Regions from separate parts of the Mus musculus genome. Here all the other regions are linked to region 1. The links are chromatin contacts, called in public Hi-C and promoter capture Hi-C maps. All regions are on one chromosome and are shown on one strand. The core of a region is the stretch at or near the end of the contact, and the rest is flanking DNA. Distances in the headings are between cores, read along the strand shown. Region 1 holds the start of Gins2 (GINS complex subunit 2 (Psf2 homolog)). Region 2 holds the start of Piezo1 (piezo-type mechanosensitive ion channel component 1). Region 3 holds the start of Zfpm1 (zinc finger protein, multitype 1). Region 4 holds the start of Dnaaf1 (dynein, axonemal assembly factor 1). Region 5 holds the start of Map1lc3b (microtubule-associated protein 1 light chain 3 beta).

What was found. Promoter capture Hi-C pulls out the DNA fragments that hold promoters and counts their contacts. A called contact is a pair of places that touch in the nucleus more often than the background predicts.
Region 2: a promoter capture Hi-C map of pre-B cells shows a contact between it and region 1, with 3 times the contacts expected there. The contact joins the promoter of Piezo1 here to the promoter of Gins2 in region 1. A contact is called at or near these places in 4 of 39 promoter capture datasets (the C10 cell line, liver and pre-B cells) and 3 of 115 datasets of contacts at active chromatin or transcription factors (embryonic stem cells and stem cell-derived neural progenitor cells).
Region 3: a contact with region 1 is called in a promoter capture Hi-C map of embryonic stem cells, with 2.6 times the contacts expected there. The contact joins the promoter of Zfpm1 here to the promoter of Gins2 in region 1. A contact is called at or near these places in 3 of 39 promoter capture datasets (embryonic stem cells, liver and pre-B cells) and 1 of 115 datasets of contacts at active chromatin or transcription factors (large pre-B cells).
Region 4: a contact with region 1 is called in a Hi-C map of CD8 T cells, with 4 times the contacts expected there. The contact joins the promoter of Dnaaf1 here to the promoter of Gins2 in region 1. A contact is called at or near these places in 2 of 39 promoter capture datasets (liver and pre-B cells) and 1 of 484 Hi-C or Micro-C datasets (CD8 T cells).
Region 5: a contact with region 1 is called in a Hi-C map of erythroblasts, with 6 times the contacts expected there. The contact joins the promoter of Map1lc3b here to the promoter of Gins2 in region 1. A contact is called at or near these places in 7 of 39 promoter capture datasets (the 3T3-L1 cell line, embryonic stem cells, hippocampal neurons and 3 more), 4 of 484 Hi-C or Micro-C datasets (CD4 T cells, CD8 T cells, effector CD8 T cells and 1 more) and 6 of 115 datasets of contacts at active chromatin or transcription factors (cardiomyocytes, embryonic forebrain, embryonic stem cells and 3 more).

The regions. Positions count from the first base shown.
Region 1 is chr8:120,587,739-120,590,471 of GRCm38.p6, forward strand. It overlaps Gins2 (GINS complex subunit 2 (Psf2 homolog)), which reads right to left and starts at 1,337. Exons shown (of 5, transcript NM_178856.1): 1 at 1,188-1,337; 2 at 987-1,101. The coding sequence starts at 1,277. Gm10614 (a long non-coding RNA gene) reads left to right here and starts at 1,439. Exons shown (of 4, transcript XR_003947476.1): 1 at 1,439-2,316.
Region 2 is chr8:122,549,950-122,552,682 of GRCm38.p6, forward strand. Piezo1 (piezo-type mechanosensitive ion channel component 1) reads right to left here and starts at 1,380. Exons shown (of 51, transcript NM_001357349.1): 1 at 1,026-1,380. The coding sequence starts at 1,089.
Region 3 is chr8:122,280,819-122,283,551 of GRCm38.p6, forward strand. Zfpm1 (zinc finger protein, multitype 1) reads left to right here and starts at 1,323. Exons shown (of 10, transcript NM_009569.4): 1 at 1,323-1,704. The coding sequence starts at 1,665. All of the region lies in intron 1 of Gm39269 (a long non-coding RNA gene), which reads right to left. RefSeq lists an enhancer at 1,937-2,180.
Region 4 is chr8:119,573,823-119,576,555 of GRCm38.p6, forward strand. Dnaaf1 (dynein, axonemal assembly factor 1) reads left to right here and starts at 1,413. Exons shown (of 12, transcript NM_026648.4): 1 at 1,413-1,645. The coding sequence starts at 1,540. Hsdl1 (hydroxysteroid dehydrogenase like 1) reads right to left here and starts at 1,353. Exons shown (of 5, transcript NM_175185.5): 1 at 1,270-1,353.
Region 5 is chr8:121,589,031-121,591,763 of GRCm38.p6, forward strand. It overlaps Map1lc3b (microtubule-associated protein 1 light chain 3 beta), which reads left to right and starts at 1,408. Exons shown (of 4, transcript NM_026160.5): 1 at 1,408-1,534. The coding sequence starts at 1,495.

The DNA of each region.
Region 1 (2,733 bases), core at 87-2,586:
AGCATTCTGTTGACCTCAGATCCCAGGACAGAGAGGCCTCCTGCACTCCTGACTGCTCCTCTCCATGTAGCAAAGGCAATAGAAGTCTGTTCCCCTGCTCCCCAACCCTGGCCAGCAGACACTGGGAAATGGACTCAGGCTTTGGGGGACAGGGGTGCTAAAGATGCCCCTCAAGGCACAGAAACTGGGGTCCCAGTTTCAAGACTATCAGAGTCACCAGACAGTGGTGGCGCACGCCTTTAATCCCAGCACTTGGGAGGCAGAGGCAGGCGGATTTCTGAGTTCGAGGCCAGCCTGGTCTACAGAGTGAGTTCCAGGACAGCCAGGGCTACACAGAGAAACAAAAAAAGACAAACAAAAACAAAACTTGTTTAAGGTTGCATCTCTGTTCCCCAATCCCTACCTGTACTGGCTAGTTTTGTGTCAACTTGACACAGCTGGAGTTATCACAGAGAAAGGAGCCTCCCTTGAGGACATGCCTCCATGAGATCCAGCTGTAAGGCATTTTCTCAATTAGTGATCAAGGGGGAAAGGCCCCTTGTGGGTGGTGCCATCTCTGGGCTGATAATCCTGGGTTCTATAAGAGAGCAGGCTGAGCAAACCAGGGGAGGCAAGCCAGTCAAGAACATCCCTCCATGGCCTCTGCATCAGCTCCTGCTTCCTGACCTGCTTGAGTTCCAGTCCTGACTTCCTTGGTGATGGAAGTGTAAGCCAAATAAACCGTTTCCTCCCCAACTTGCTTGTTGGTCATGATGTTTGTGCAGGAATAGAAACCCTGACTAGGACACCACCCCACCCCCAGACAGGGTTTCACTGTGTAGTCCTGGCTGTTTGTCCTGCACCTCCCTCTGTGGACCAAGCTGGCTTCAAACTCAGAGATCTTCCTGCCTCTACCGCCTCTAAAGAGTGCTGGGACTACAGGCGTGCGCCATCACTACAGCCCCCTCCCCGTACAAGCCCGCCCACCCGGGCCCGGGAATGCTCACCCACATCCATCCATTCCGGAGGTAACAGGCGGCACTTCTGTCTCTGTTTCAGGTTAATGGCCAGCCACAGGGGCACGTCCACGGGTAAGCCGGGGTTGAAGGGCCCCAGGTCCCCCTGCAAGGACAACGCAGACCCCAGGTGGAAAGGAGCGGTGACCCGAGCATGATCCCAGGCCGCCGCCCCGTACCGCCCTGGCTCACCCCGATCAGGTAGATCTTGTCCAGACTGAAGTTCGGGATGATAGTCACCAACTCCTTTTCGGCCAAAAACTCCACCTCGGCCGCATCCATGTTGAAGAGTAGGCGGCCCAGGCCCGTTACCGCCCCTCCGCGACTCAGAGGCAGCGCCTCAGGCACTTCTTTCCCGCCACCGCGCGGGGCCCGCCCCTCGAACGGAAGACGTCCTGCGGCGGCCCTATAGAGACGTTGCTCTCTTCGCAGCCTCCAAGTCACAGCTAGTACAAACTCGCGGATTGGTCTGTAGGCGGAGCTGTACGCCGGCCCCGCCCCTCTAAGGCCTACCGATGCCCTTTCCAGTACTTGGGCTCCACGCTTCCTGAATCCTGATCCAGCGAGTTACAGCCCTGACGGCCCCGCCCTACTACGTCACTACCCTCTCTAGGCCCCGCCTCTGGCCCGTCCGCTTTTTTTCATTGGTCTCCGGGTCTGCCTCGACTCCGCCTCTTGCCCGCCTACCACGCTCACGGCCCCGCACCTACCTCGTTTGGGTCGGGTCTGTACAGCCCCGCCTCTTGCTCCCGCCCCTCCTTCGTTCGGCCTCGCCCCTCCTGCGCCCGCCCCCTTCTGTCCACGAGCTGGAGGCTGTGTACTTATGGCTTCTTGCTCCTTTGCGTCCTGCAGCAGGCTGAGTCCCTCGCCTGATTCCACTCTTTGAGGGTAAAGGTTTGGAGCCGAGTTTTCACCTGCGCGAAACACAGATCCAGGAATAAACGCATTCATCTCAAAGTCAGCTCCGGGTCCCCGGACATGGCTGGCTGGTCCACACAGACGCCATATCGAAGGAAGTGTTTTCCCTTTAATTTTAGTCTTTGCCCTTTCTACAGATGGTTTAAAAGCAATGAAAATGCGCCTCCCCTATCTGCTCCATGCAGATCCTTCGAGACAGAGCCCAGAATCAGAACTTTGGCAAACCAAACCTCAGGTGAGACTACAGGGACAAGTTTGCACACGTATTATCATTCTTTTATTATTGTTGTTATTGCAATTGTGAAGATGGAACCCCGGTCCTCAAAAATGATAAGCACAGCCTCTTCCACTGAGCTATACCCTGGAGCCTGATGCCCTCAAGCCTTCTGTACAGAGTGCCTTGGTAAGCCAACAGCCCTAGAGTCCTTGCATTAATATGGCCCCACAGGGGCATTTTGAATCAGGAGTCTTGTGAGGACAGCTGAACTATTAATAGGCATTATAATCAGGGTGACTCTGGCAGGGTGCCAGCAGACCAGGGTAGCTCCTGGGGAGGAATAGGTCACCTACAACTGGTAAGGACAAGAGGGGCTGGATCTGAGTGTGAAACCCTCACCACTGGGCGCTGAGGTGAGGTGTAATCTTAGTATTCCATAGGTGGAAGCAAGAAGGATCACCAGCTAGGGACAGCCTGAGTCACTCAGCATTTCCTATCTCAAAAATAAAGATATGCAAGGATAGGGGCGTACTCTAATAGAGGGGTTACCCCCTGTCTTAGTCAGGGTTTCTATTCCTGCACAAACATCATGGCCAAGAAGCA
Region 2 (2,733 bases), core at 130-2,629, 2.0 Mb after region 1:
AATCCCCCCCACCCCCCCACCCCGGTCTCACCACATTTTGGTCCTACAAATCAAAACTTGGCCTGTGTGGAAGTCATTGCCCGGGTTGCCTGACACCCCCCGGAGCCTGTTCCTGAAACAGGGTGCACAAGCAGTGTCCGTGGAGAGATGGAGGGAATCACGCACAACCCCCCCACCTCCAACAGATGGACTTCCACGAGGCAGACCAACTTTCACAGTGGGTACACTGACTCTCTGTGGGCTAATTTAATCAGACCCCGAGGAAGGTCACATGTGGAGGGGTGCTGACTGCTTCAGGAGGTGTAAGGGGGTGAGCAGCTGGGCAAGGTGCCCTGGGTGAGGCTGGGAGGGCGGCAATGGAGCCCAGCACCTATGACACCAAAAGAGAGAAGCTCTTTGCAAGAAAGGGACGTATGCCAAGGTAGGGGATCTCCAGTTCTGACATCAGGCAGAGCCTCCTGGGGCGCCCTGTGCCCCAGTCCCTCTGGAAGGTAACCAAGTAGGGCACAAGGAAGACAGGAGCTTAGCATTGGACAGACAACCTCGGAACTGAGACTAAGAACTGCGCCTAGGGCTGGAACATTAGTTCTGGTAGGAAATTTCTGACTTGAAAAGCTCCAGGCAGAACGCCACCTTCTCCCAGATTGGTCAGGAAGTCATGATGCAAGTTTGATTTTTTTCTTTCTTTCTTTCTTTTTTCTTAACTACGAAAGAGAATAGAAAGTCGCGCTCCCCTCACAGCTCAGACACTAACAGCCCCTTGCCCGGGCCTCTCCTCCCAGCCCGCGTGGAGACGCCCAGCGCTATCTGGGGCTCTCGCGGACCCGCGCCTCGCCGTTGCCTGCCGTGCTTTCCACTCGGTGCCCGGGCCGGGCCCGCCGAGGCCGCCAGCGCGCTCACGCCTCTGGAATGCGAGCGCCCTGGGCCGCGAGTCCCGCGGAATCTCCTCGCCTATGCTCGCCCGCCGGGGCGGCGCGGCGCAGGGGGACGCGGACGCAGCCTTCCCGCCCGCGCCCTCCACTCACCCGCCAGGAGCGTGCAGGGCAGCAACAGCCAGTAGAGCCCGGCGCCCAGCACGTGCGGCTCCATGCCCCGCGGCCGGGGGACCGCCCGGGGTCGCGCCGCCGTGGCTAAAGGGAGGTGCGAGGGCCGGAGGAACCGCGCGCCATGGCACTCTGGGCGGGTCTCCGCACGTGCGGCGCGCGGCTGCTGTGACCTCCCGCCGGCCTCGATCTCGGGTCGCCGGCCGGCCCGGCCGCGCCCTCTGGTTCCCGACGGCCGGATCCCGCGCACGCTGGGTTGTCAGCCCGCCCGGCTCGGAACTCACGGCGGCTCGTGGAGGCCGAGCTGGGCCGGACGGCGACGCGGCGGCTCTCTCCCTGCTCCCGCCTGCGGGCCTTTATAAGCTCGGCCCCCGCCCTCCCTGGAGTGCCCGCCTCCGCGCTTCCCCCGACGGCCAGGCGCGCCCAGGCACCCCCTCGCTGCCCAGCGCAGTCTGCTCGAGCGCCGGCCCTACTAGCCTGGCTGGTGCCGGTGACCCGGAGACCTCGACCCGCGCGCCCCCCAAACCCTCCTTCAGCCCAGCGCAGTTACTCGCACTGTGCCCGTGGGGCGCTTCTCCCTGGGGCTCCGGGGCCTGGGACCCGGGGTGGGGGCAATACAAGAAGACTCCCAAAGACCTGACCCACTTAGTACCCACGCGCAACTGCGCCCCTCGTGGTTGGAGCAACTTTCGCTTTGTTCCCCAAGCCGTGATGGCGCAGCGCCCTCTGGGGGCTGTCAGAGTCCCTAACTGTGGCACTGGCGGCCACGCTGGCTAGGCCTTGGTGGTTGGGGTGGAGAGACACCTTACTGCTGTGGCATCAGACAGCTGCATCCCACTGTGGTCTGCGTTGGGGCTTTGGGACTGCTTCCAGTCACACCTGCCCCCACTGTGTGGCTTGGCTTTAGTCAGTGTGCTACAGACAGTAGCAAAAGCTGACAGAGCACCTGCTGTCCCATTGGTGGCCAGACAAGGTCTGAGTCCGGCACGTGCCCGGTACCTCACCCAAGCCGCCTTGGTTTGGCTCAGTCTTCCGTATTAAGGTGGATAGGAAAGACGAAATGAAAAGGGGTCAAGAACGGCACAGTTGGACCAAGTTCAGGATGCACTGGGAAATGAGTAGCATTAGGGGCAGAGGCTTAACCGGGAGCGGTGATGATGTGACCCTTTTGAGCCTCAAGGCACCAGCAGGCTAAAGTCAATCACACTTCAGAACCTTCAATTTTCCAGAACCACCAGAAATGCAGGCTTTCCCTGGACATATAGTATTTAAACTGCCTAGCTTGGTCTCCAAGACTCACCTCTAGTCTGACTCTGAAGGGGTGCTGCTAAGACACGGGAAGGTTCAGAAATTCATTCAGACCTGCTCCTTGAGCAGCAGTTCTCAACCTGTGGGTCGTGACAGCTATGGGCCTTGAACGACCCTTTCATAGGGGTTGCATAATAGATATCCTACATAACAGCTATTTACATTATGATTCATAAGAGTAGCAAAATTATAGGCCGGGCGTGGCCTTTAATCCCAGCCCTCGGGAGGCAGAGGCAGGCAGATTTCTGAGTTCGAGGCCAGCCTGGTCTACAAAGTGAGTTCCAGGACAGCCAGGGCTACACAGAGAAACCCTGTCTCAAAAAAAAAAAAAAAAAAAAAAAAGAAGTAGCAAAATTATAGTTATAGCAACAAAATAATTTTA
Region 3 (2,733 bases), core at 73-2,572, 1.7 Mb after region 1:
ATTTCCGGGCAGGTCTGAGTTCAAGAAGGAAAAACCTGAGGTTCCCTCCCCTCCCCTCCAATTAGGCATAAGACTGAACCACTTGAGGCTACCCACAGTCATCGGAAGCTGCAAATCTCATACTGAAGCTTCCTTCTGGATCAGAGTCTCTGTCAACTTTCAAAGTCCAGCAAAAATTTAGTGTCCAGGCCTCGGGCATCCAGACCCCACTGCTGGCTCCCTGAAAGGCACAGCTTCAAGGGGCAGCACAACTTAAGCCATGGGGGCGGAGCTCCAGAGCGGAGGGGCAGGGCCAGACAAGCTAGGGGCCTGTGCCGCGGGGCTGCTGCACAGGTCTCCAAGGGGCAGAACAGGTCTCCAAGTCCTAAATAGGCCTGCGGACATAACCTCAGGAAACTACAACTAACTAAGAAGGCTAGAGGTCTATCTAGAAACGAGGGTGGGAATTCGGGACAAGGCCGGCGCGACCTGGGGCCAGCCCAGGGGCCAGCCCGGAGGAGGTGAGGACAAAGCTGAGGATTGGACAGACGTGGGCAAGGCCTGTGTTGGGGGCGGGGAAGGACCAGGCCTGTGCGAAGGACTACGGAGCAGAGGCGGGGCCAGGGAGAAGGCGGGCCTACGGAGGCGTGGCGAAGGCAAAGAAGGAGGAGACGTGGGCGGAGCCAGCACCTGGAAGGGCGGGTTGTGGGCGTGGCCAGCAGGGTGGCAAGGAATACAGGGGCGGAGCCCGTGGGAAGGACTAGTAAAGGGGCGGGATCAGTTTGAGGACAGCTGAGGCTGTGCTCTTGTGAGGAGGACGAGCAAAGGGAGTCAACAAGAGAGTGTAGCTGAGGAGCAGGGTCACTGTGAGGGCGGGGCAGGGGCAGGGACAACGTGGGGAGGACAACTGATAGGCGGGATCAGGGTAATAAGGTTGCTGAGGGACAGGGTCGACGAAAGGAGGACGGCTGAGGAGCGGGGGTCAATGTGAGGAGGACGGCTGAGGGGCGGGGTCAACGCGAGGAGGGACGGCCGAAGGGCGGGACCAATGTGGGAAGAATCGGCTGAAGGGCGGGGTCAGCGCGAGGAGCACAGATGAGGGGTGGAGCCAGCGCGAGGACAGAAGGCCCGGCCCAGGCTGGGTGAGTACGCGGAAGTCGGTGCAAGCAGAGAAAAGACGAGCGCTAGTTTGGGGCGGGGCCAGTGGGAAGGACGGCCTGAGGGCGGGGTCAGCACGGGTGGGAAGGCGCTACCGCGGAGGACGGTCCGGGGCGTGGCGAGAGGCGGGGCCCGCCGCCAGCTACGCGAAGGCCCCGCCCGCCTGGCCAGCCTGCGGGGAGCGCCCTGGCGGCGGCCGCCGGTTCGCCGCTCGCGGCTCGCAGGTTCCATTGAGAAAAGCTGAGCGGCGGCGGCGGCGGCGTCTGCGCCGGAGCAGAGAAGCCGCCACCAGCCCGCCGCCCGCCGGGCAGTCCGCGCGCCCGAGCGCAGGGCCGTGGCCTCGGGCCTCCGCGGCGGCGCCGGCGGCCCACGCGCGGCGCGGCGGGCTGGGGGCGCGGGCCGAGGCAGCCGTGGAGCCCGCGGGCCGGGGGCATGAGCCGCCCCGCTACCCCGCCGCGCCCCTGCCGCCCGCCGCCGCCCGCCAGGGGCTAGAGGCGGCCGCCGCGAGGGCGCGCGGCGCCGGAGACATGTCCAGGAGGAAACAGAGCAATCCCCGGCAGATCAAGCGTGAGTCAAACTTTGCCCGTGGTGCCCGCCAGACCCCCGCTGGCGCCCCGCCGCCCCGCGCCGCCCCTGCGCGGCCGCCCAACCCCGCTGCGCCCGCGACCTTCACCCCGCGCCGCGCCCCCCGCGCCGAGTGCCAAGCGCGCCGTAATCTAATCTCTGCCGGCGGGCAGGGCCCCCGCGTCTCAGCATGGGCACCCAGGGGGTCCGGGCCCCAGAGAGGGTGGCGGGTCCCGAGAGCCGGAAGGAGAGTGTCTGGGGGCGCGGCTCCAGCAGAGCCGGGCCACCTCGCAGCCTGCACCTCCCCCGCATCCGAGATGGTGCGGCGATAGGGCGGCCCCGATCTGGGCTCAGATAAAGTTTAAAATATTCCATTCTGCAAGTCCCATCCTGATAAGATCGCTCTGTCGGGACGGGCTGAAATTGTGATCTTATCTGGCGTGCTTGACTCTCCCAGGCTTTGTATCTAGAGGCAGAAGGAGAAAGACCTGGGAGTAAGGGGGACTTGGGACTGCGGGGACCGGCCGGCGCCCACCGCAGCGCTTTGGCTGCAGAGCGACAAGGCAGCGGAATAGGTAGTGGAGGCTGCTCCAACCTAGGCATTTGGCACTGGCTGACCAAACCCCCTTTATCCGCTCCGGCTCTGGAGTTTTCGATCCGACCTCTGCCTGCTGGGGGACATGTGGAGATCCGACCCACCAACTGCCCCTAACAACGCTACACGAATGGATGCCCATGGGCACCGCTCTCTCCACCTCCATCCGAGGGGTTATCCTGAACCATCCAGGGACCTCAGGCACTCAAACGTTGTTCCCGAGTGAAGTTTCTCGCAGGTTCTCCCGTGGGCACTTTCCCGAGCAAGGCAGACCCTATAATCCTACATCATCCGTGCCCCCCTACAGTAAGACCCTCCTGGGCTCTTGGGGCTACCAGGTTGCGGGGCCTCTTGGCTGCTCTAGGAGCGAGTAAGCACACAGGAAGAGCTCCTCCCCACGCCACACCAATAATAACTTCGCGCCTCTCCCGGCAGGG
Region 4 (2,733 bases), core at 163-2,662, 1.0 Mb before region 1:
TCTCGTTACATGAATTTTGCCTCAATTAAAAAAATATGCACTGGGGACTGGTTAGATGGCTCAGCAGATTGTTTTTGCTGTGCAAGCTTAAGGACCTGAGCTGAGGTCCCCAGCAGTATCTAAGAGTGGGTATGTAAGCAGAACCAATTTGTAATTTCAGTATTGGGAAGAAAGGAGCAGACGAGAGGACCCTGGGGGCCAGTCAGTCAGTCAAACATAAAGAAAACTCTTGAGTTCTGTGAGAGACGTTTTCTCGAAAAATAAGGTTGCAAGTGACAGACACTGACCCGTAGCCTCCACACCCACACATAAATAAACAACACTCCCCCCGCCCCAACACACACACACACCCTCCACTGATAAAGTAACGTTGGACATGGCGCGTCTGTAATATTTTAGCAATGACTAGGGTCACTCTGAAAAAGCCATCCCACCCTTGGGAATGAAGTTACAACACCACCACCTGTAAAAAGCGGCTAACGCTTCTCCCCTACAACGAGAATTCGATGAGGTGACGCATAAAAAGCATTTGCAACAGTGCCTTCCCGCCACCCCTCAATAAACCGGAGCCACTAGGCAGGATCATCGCTCAGGGTTCGATGCTAGCGACCCCTATTCGTACTGACCCGAGTTTATGAAGAAGCTAAGAGCGCTGTCCCCGCGGCTTCACTTTATCCCCTTCCTCAATCGCACCCGGGTGTACTACACAAGAGGAAGGAAACGGACGCAACGACATCCCAGGATCTCAGCGAAGGCTCGGCCCAGAGCCCTGGCAGGTGGTCGTTGAGACTCCCCGTGGGAACCCGAACCCGCTGCGGTCACCGCCCAGGGGTGCGGCTGAGTCCTGGTAGCAGAACAGGGACTCCCTGCTAGTGTCCCATCCCTCCCCAGTGGCGCCGGGCACGGCCCAGCGACTCTGCAAAACCCACCGGGCTCTGCAGAAGCTGCGCGCTTTCTTCAGCAGCGCGGCCATTCTGCATCAGTCCTGAGACTTAGAACCTACTTAGACCTAGCGACCAGGAATAAAGGAGGATAAAGAGACACCGACAAAAGGGCCGTCCCGGGGCGTGTCGCCTGTGCGAGCCTCCTGCCGAGGACCAGGCCCGGGACACCTGCTCAGGGAGCTGAGCGGCTGCCTAGAGCGCGGAACCAGAGTTCCCCGCTACGGGGCGCGGCGGGGGGGAGGGCGTTCCCGAGGGTCGGGGTCCAGGGGGCGTGGCCAGGGACGGAAGCGGGGCGCGAGGGGCGTGAGGGGCGCGGGCGCAATACCTGCAGCGAGAGGCGCGGTCTCCGAAGCCCGTCCCGCCCGCTGCCCGCGCGGCCGCCGCCCCGGGACACCACCGCAGGTCCGCTACCCACGTGATCCGCGCACGCGCCCGGGTGCAGTTTCCCCCGTGGCCCCCCCTCGGCTAGGCCCGCCCTCGGCGGCGTAACTGACTGCGCGTGCGCACTGGTTGCCGCGGCGACCGGGAAAGCGTTGGACAGCCAACGACGCGGACCGTAGAGTATTAGGGCTGAGTGGTCGGGCCAGGAGTGAGCATGCACCCCGAAGTCTCTGAGCCGCCGGTGGACAGCGTGGCGGAGCCCAGTCTGGAGGAGTCGGCAGGCGATCACGGCGACGCGGGGCCAGGGATCCGTAAAGAAGGTGCCTTAGCGCTGGGAAGCCAAAGGGGCGAGGGCTCGTGTCCCTCACACATGCCCATTTCACTCAGCTGGGGACAACCAGCACCCCTCACACATACCCATCCATACAGCTACAAGAACAGCACCTTTATTGATATGATCAATCCAGTACATATAGAAGACCCATTATTTATTCCATGATAATTTATTAGATACCTTCCTGTGGCTGGGAATTGTTTGCAATGAGTGTAAGACACAGTTCCCAAACAGTGTTCAGCGTCATTCAACAAACCACAAGTACAGAGAGTTCATCAGCTCTTGACGTTACATTTATCTAAGGCTTCTAGAGGCGCCTTGCAGGGTAAAAGTGCTTGCAACACAATCCTCCAGACCTGAGTTTGAATCTCAGAAGTACATACATGCAGAGGTTAAGATCAACCATGTGATTGCTGGGACTTGAACTCTCGGAACCTTCTGTAGAGCAGTCAGTACTCTTACCCGCTGAGCCATCTCTCCAGGCCCTGGAAAATGTCTTTCATATTTAATAGTGTGCACAGGGTTCTAACATCCAAGGAGAGACCAGCCCAGAACAAAGCTTGCTTCTTTTACACAGGTTTGAGCGATCAAACTGATCACACCCTGTTCTTGTGTGTGCTTTTATCAGTGAGTTGTTTTTATGTTGCCGCCCCTAAGTTACACTTTGAGCAATTAAACACGTTTACAGGAGTGGGAACTGTAGGTGCTCACACCTGGCAAAAGGGGTAGGGGGGAGATTTACACAGCAAACTGCATCACAGTTATCTCTGAACCAAAGTGGGGAGAGACAGAGCTCTTGCCCTGTCCCAGAGCTGCCCTTCTGCTGTCCCTGGTAAGAGAAATGGGCTTGCGGGCTGGAAAGTTGGCTCAGCGGTTAAGAACACTGACTGCTCTTCCAAACGTCCTGAGTTCAATTCCCTGCAACCACGTGGTGGTTCACAACTATAATAGGATCCATGGCCTCTTCTGGTGGGTCTGAAGACAGATACAATGTACTCATATAAATAAAATAAATCTTTTTAGAAAGAGAGAGGGGGGGGGCTTGATGAACTTCTGTTCTGTTGAGCAGATTTT
Region 5 (2,733 bases), core at 158-2,657, 1.0 Mb after region 1:
CATTTTGACTTTTAGCCTGGTCTCTTGCACCTCAGACCAGAAGCTTCATACAAAACAACAAAGTTCGGGCAATTAACAATGCAAAGCAAGCAAACAAAGGAAAGTAACCAGCCCTCAGGATTTCACTCCATAATGTGTTTTCAGCTTTTCCCGGTCACAGAGATGTAGAAGATCCCTTGGACAAACAGCACTTGAAGAAGGTTATTTCCATTTAAAGGAGGAAGTCTGGGCTGTAGGGATAGTACAGTGTCAGGTGGTAGGTCTGCAGGGTCACAAGGCTGGCTCAGATGTGGCATCACTGGGGGTGGGATGGGGGTGAGGTGGCTGCTCCACACTCTAGACCTGTCTGTCACCTGCTCCTACAAACTGAAGATAGGAAGTAGCTTGAGGCCCAGAGAAAGTGCTAAACCGTGGCTGACTGACCATTGGCCTGGCCTGAGGAGACTGAAACCTGTCCTAGCCTGTAATCAGGCCCAGGCTCAGCAGGAGTCAAAGTGAGGACATGCCTGTGATAAAGCCACCCTGGGGTCACCTGAGGTAGAAGGATCTGTCTGAGAAGGGACAGCTGAGATAAAGCTCTTGGGACAGAACTGTGCTCTGTGGCTTTCCAAGGTGGATCCTGTCGGGATCAGGCCTCTGCTGCAGTTCCTGGACACAGTCTGATTGCTCACCAACCAAAAAAATCTAAAAAAACAAAAAACGTGATAGGTGGTAGTAAGGAAATGAGGGCACACATGGGCTAGCACCCTGGAAAGATAGGTGAGCCATGCCCCTCAAATTCCATGCTCAGCAAGCTCAGACACATAAAAGGGCTTTTATGGGAAGAGAGAGTGGACAGGTTGCACAGCAGGTGTTGTCATCGTCTTTCTTTTTGCTGGAACAAGTCATTGATCTTGCCCTCCAGTGACAAGTCTGTAGTCCCTAAGACCTTGCTTCTCTGCGACTTCGACTTAGGAGTAAATACTTGTGTTTATGGCAGCACAAGACTCGCAGGGGAAGAGCCACAAGATCAGATCCAACCATAAGTCTCCAGACGTCTCCATAATCGTAAAGATTTAGCAGGCAAGACCACAAGTCAGTTTTTTGTTATTTGGGTTGGGGGTGGGTAGAATTTAGGAATATCAAATACAGCGGCAAGGGAGCGGACATTGGACCACCAGCTGGATCATGCAAGGACTGAAGGGGAATGAAGTCTGCAGGACTCCATCGCACCAGCGCCCGACCCACGCAGACAGTTAACAGATGCTCGCCCAGCGTGTGCCCAGCGAGCGCCCAGCGTAGCTGGCGTAGGCGCAGGCGCATGGCTTGGGCGCGTGCACGCTTGCGCGCCGCCGAGCTTCCGCCACGCCTGTCATGGCCGCTCTCGGGGGCCGCCCTCGGCCCCACCCTCGGTGACGCGCCGCGAGTCACCTGACTCGGCTGCGGACTGAGACACACACAAGGGAAGTGATCGTCGCCGGAGTCAGATCGTCTGGCTCGGGACCCCCGCGCGCCATGCCGTCCGAGAAGACCTTCAAGCAGCGCCGGAGCTTTGGTGAGCCCCGCGGGCCCGGGGATGGGAGATCCGGGTGCCGGGAGCGCTGAATGCCCGGACGCCGGTGGTGTCTTGCGGGGCCGAGACCCGGCGGGGCCCGGAGCGACGCAGCCAGTGGGATATTGGTCTCGGGGGGGTTCGGTCTCCGGGGTAGCTCGGGTGCTCAGCGTCGCCTTGGCCGTCGGTCGCCGATGGGCTCGGCGTCCCCTGCGGGACTGGAGGCCCGACCCCGGTGGCGTAGGGTACCGCAGGCTCTGCGCGCTTGGCTGTGTCCTTCGTGGGCCCCAGGTCCGGGCGCCCCGCAAGCCTCGGAGCAGCACCCAGCCGCCTTTGCACCCGAAGTCGTCTTGGGCATATGTGTGTGTGTGGAGGGGGGGGTGGCCTTTGTCTCATAACGGAAACTTAACAGCTGTTTTGTTTTGTTTGCTTGTACTGATCTTAAGTTATTCTGGAACAGCCCTCAAGAAAGGAGTGTGGGTTGGGGAAAATGAGCCGTGCACAAACATTAGCTCTGACGCGGGTCCCCAGAGTGGCCGGGGGTAATCTCTCCGAAGCTCCATCTGGCTTGCGATTGTTTTTCTCTAGATTGCCTTCCCTCTCTCCCTAACCCAGCTATTCTGAAGAAAGCGCGGGCATCCGATTGCTGCGGCTTTCCTTTGCTTTTTGACTTTATTGGACCTAAACTGGTGGGCACTGACAGTTGAGAGGTTCCCCACACAGATGTTCAAAGCGGCCCCTTTGAGGAGGCCAGGACCGGTCTTGCTCCTTTCCAGTGAGTTTGGAGGGATTTAGGTTGGAGCTCTAGAGTTTCCACTATCCAGACTGCGGGAATGTTTACAAGGTGGATGGATTTAGGTAGGGCTCACCCCAAACCGACCCTTTGTAGCTGAAGCACCTGGGTGGGGCTTAGGGCGGTGAAGCTCAGGGTCCGCCTAGTGGCAGAGTCCCATTAGCTTTCTGTTATAAATTCTTACACTTCCAGTAAGCAGCGATCATCCCCAGTGCTGTAAGGAAGGAGACTGGCAGCCAGGAGGCCCGTGTAGGCTTGCAGATTCTTAGAAGGACGCGCCCAATTTCCCAAGTTTAGAACTGATCACGTGATTTCAGGCTTCTCAAGTGGTTCCACTGAGTTTTTCTGGGGTGATCCAGTGTTTGCTTCCCCACCCCCAAAACGGTCCTAAACTCCAGGTTACTGGGTG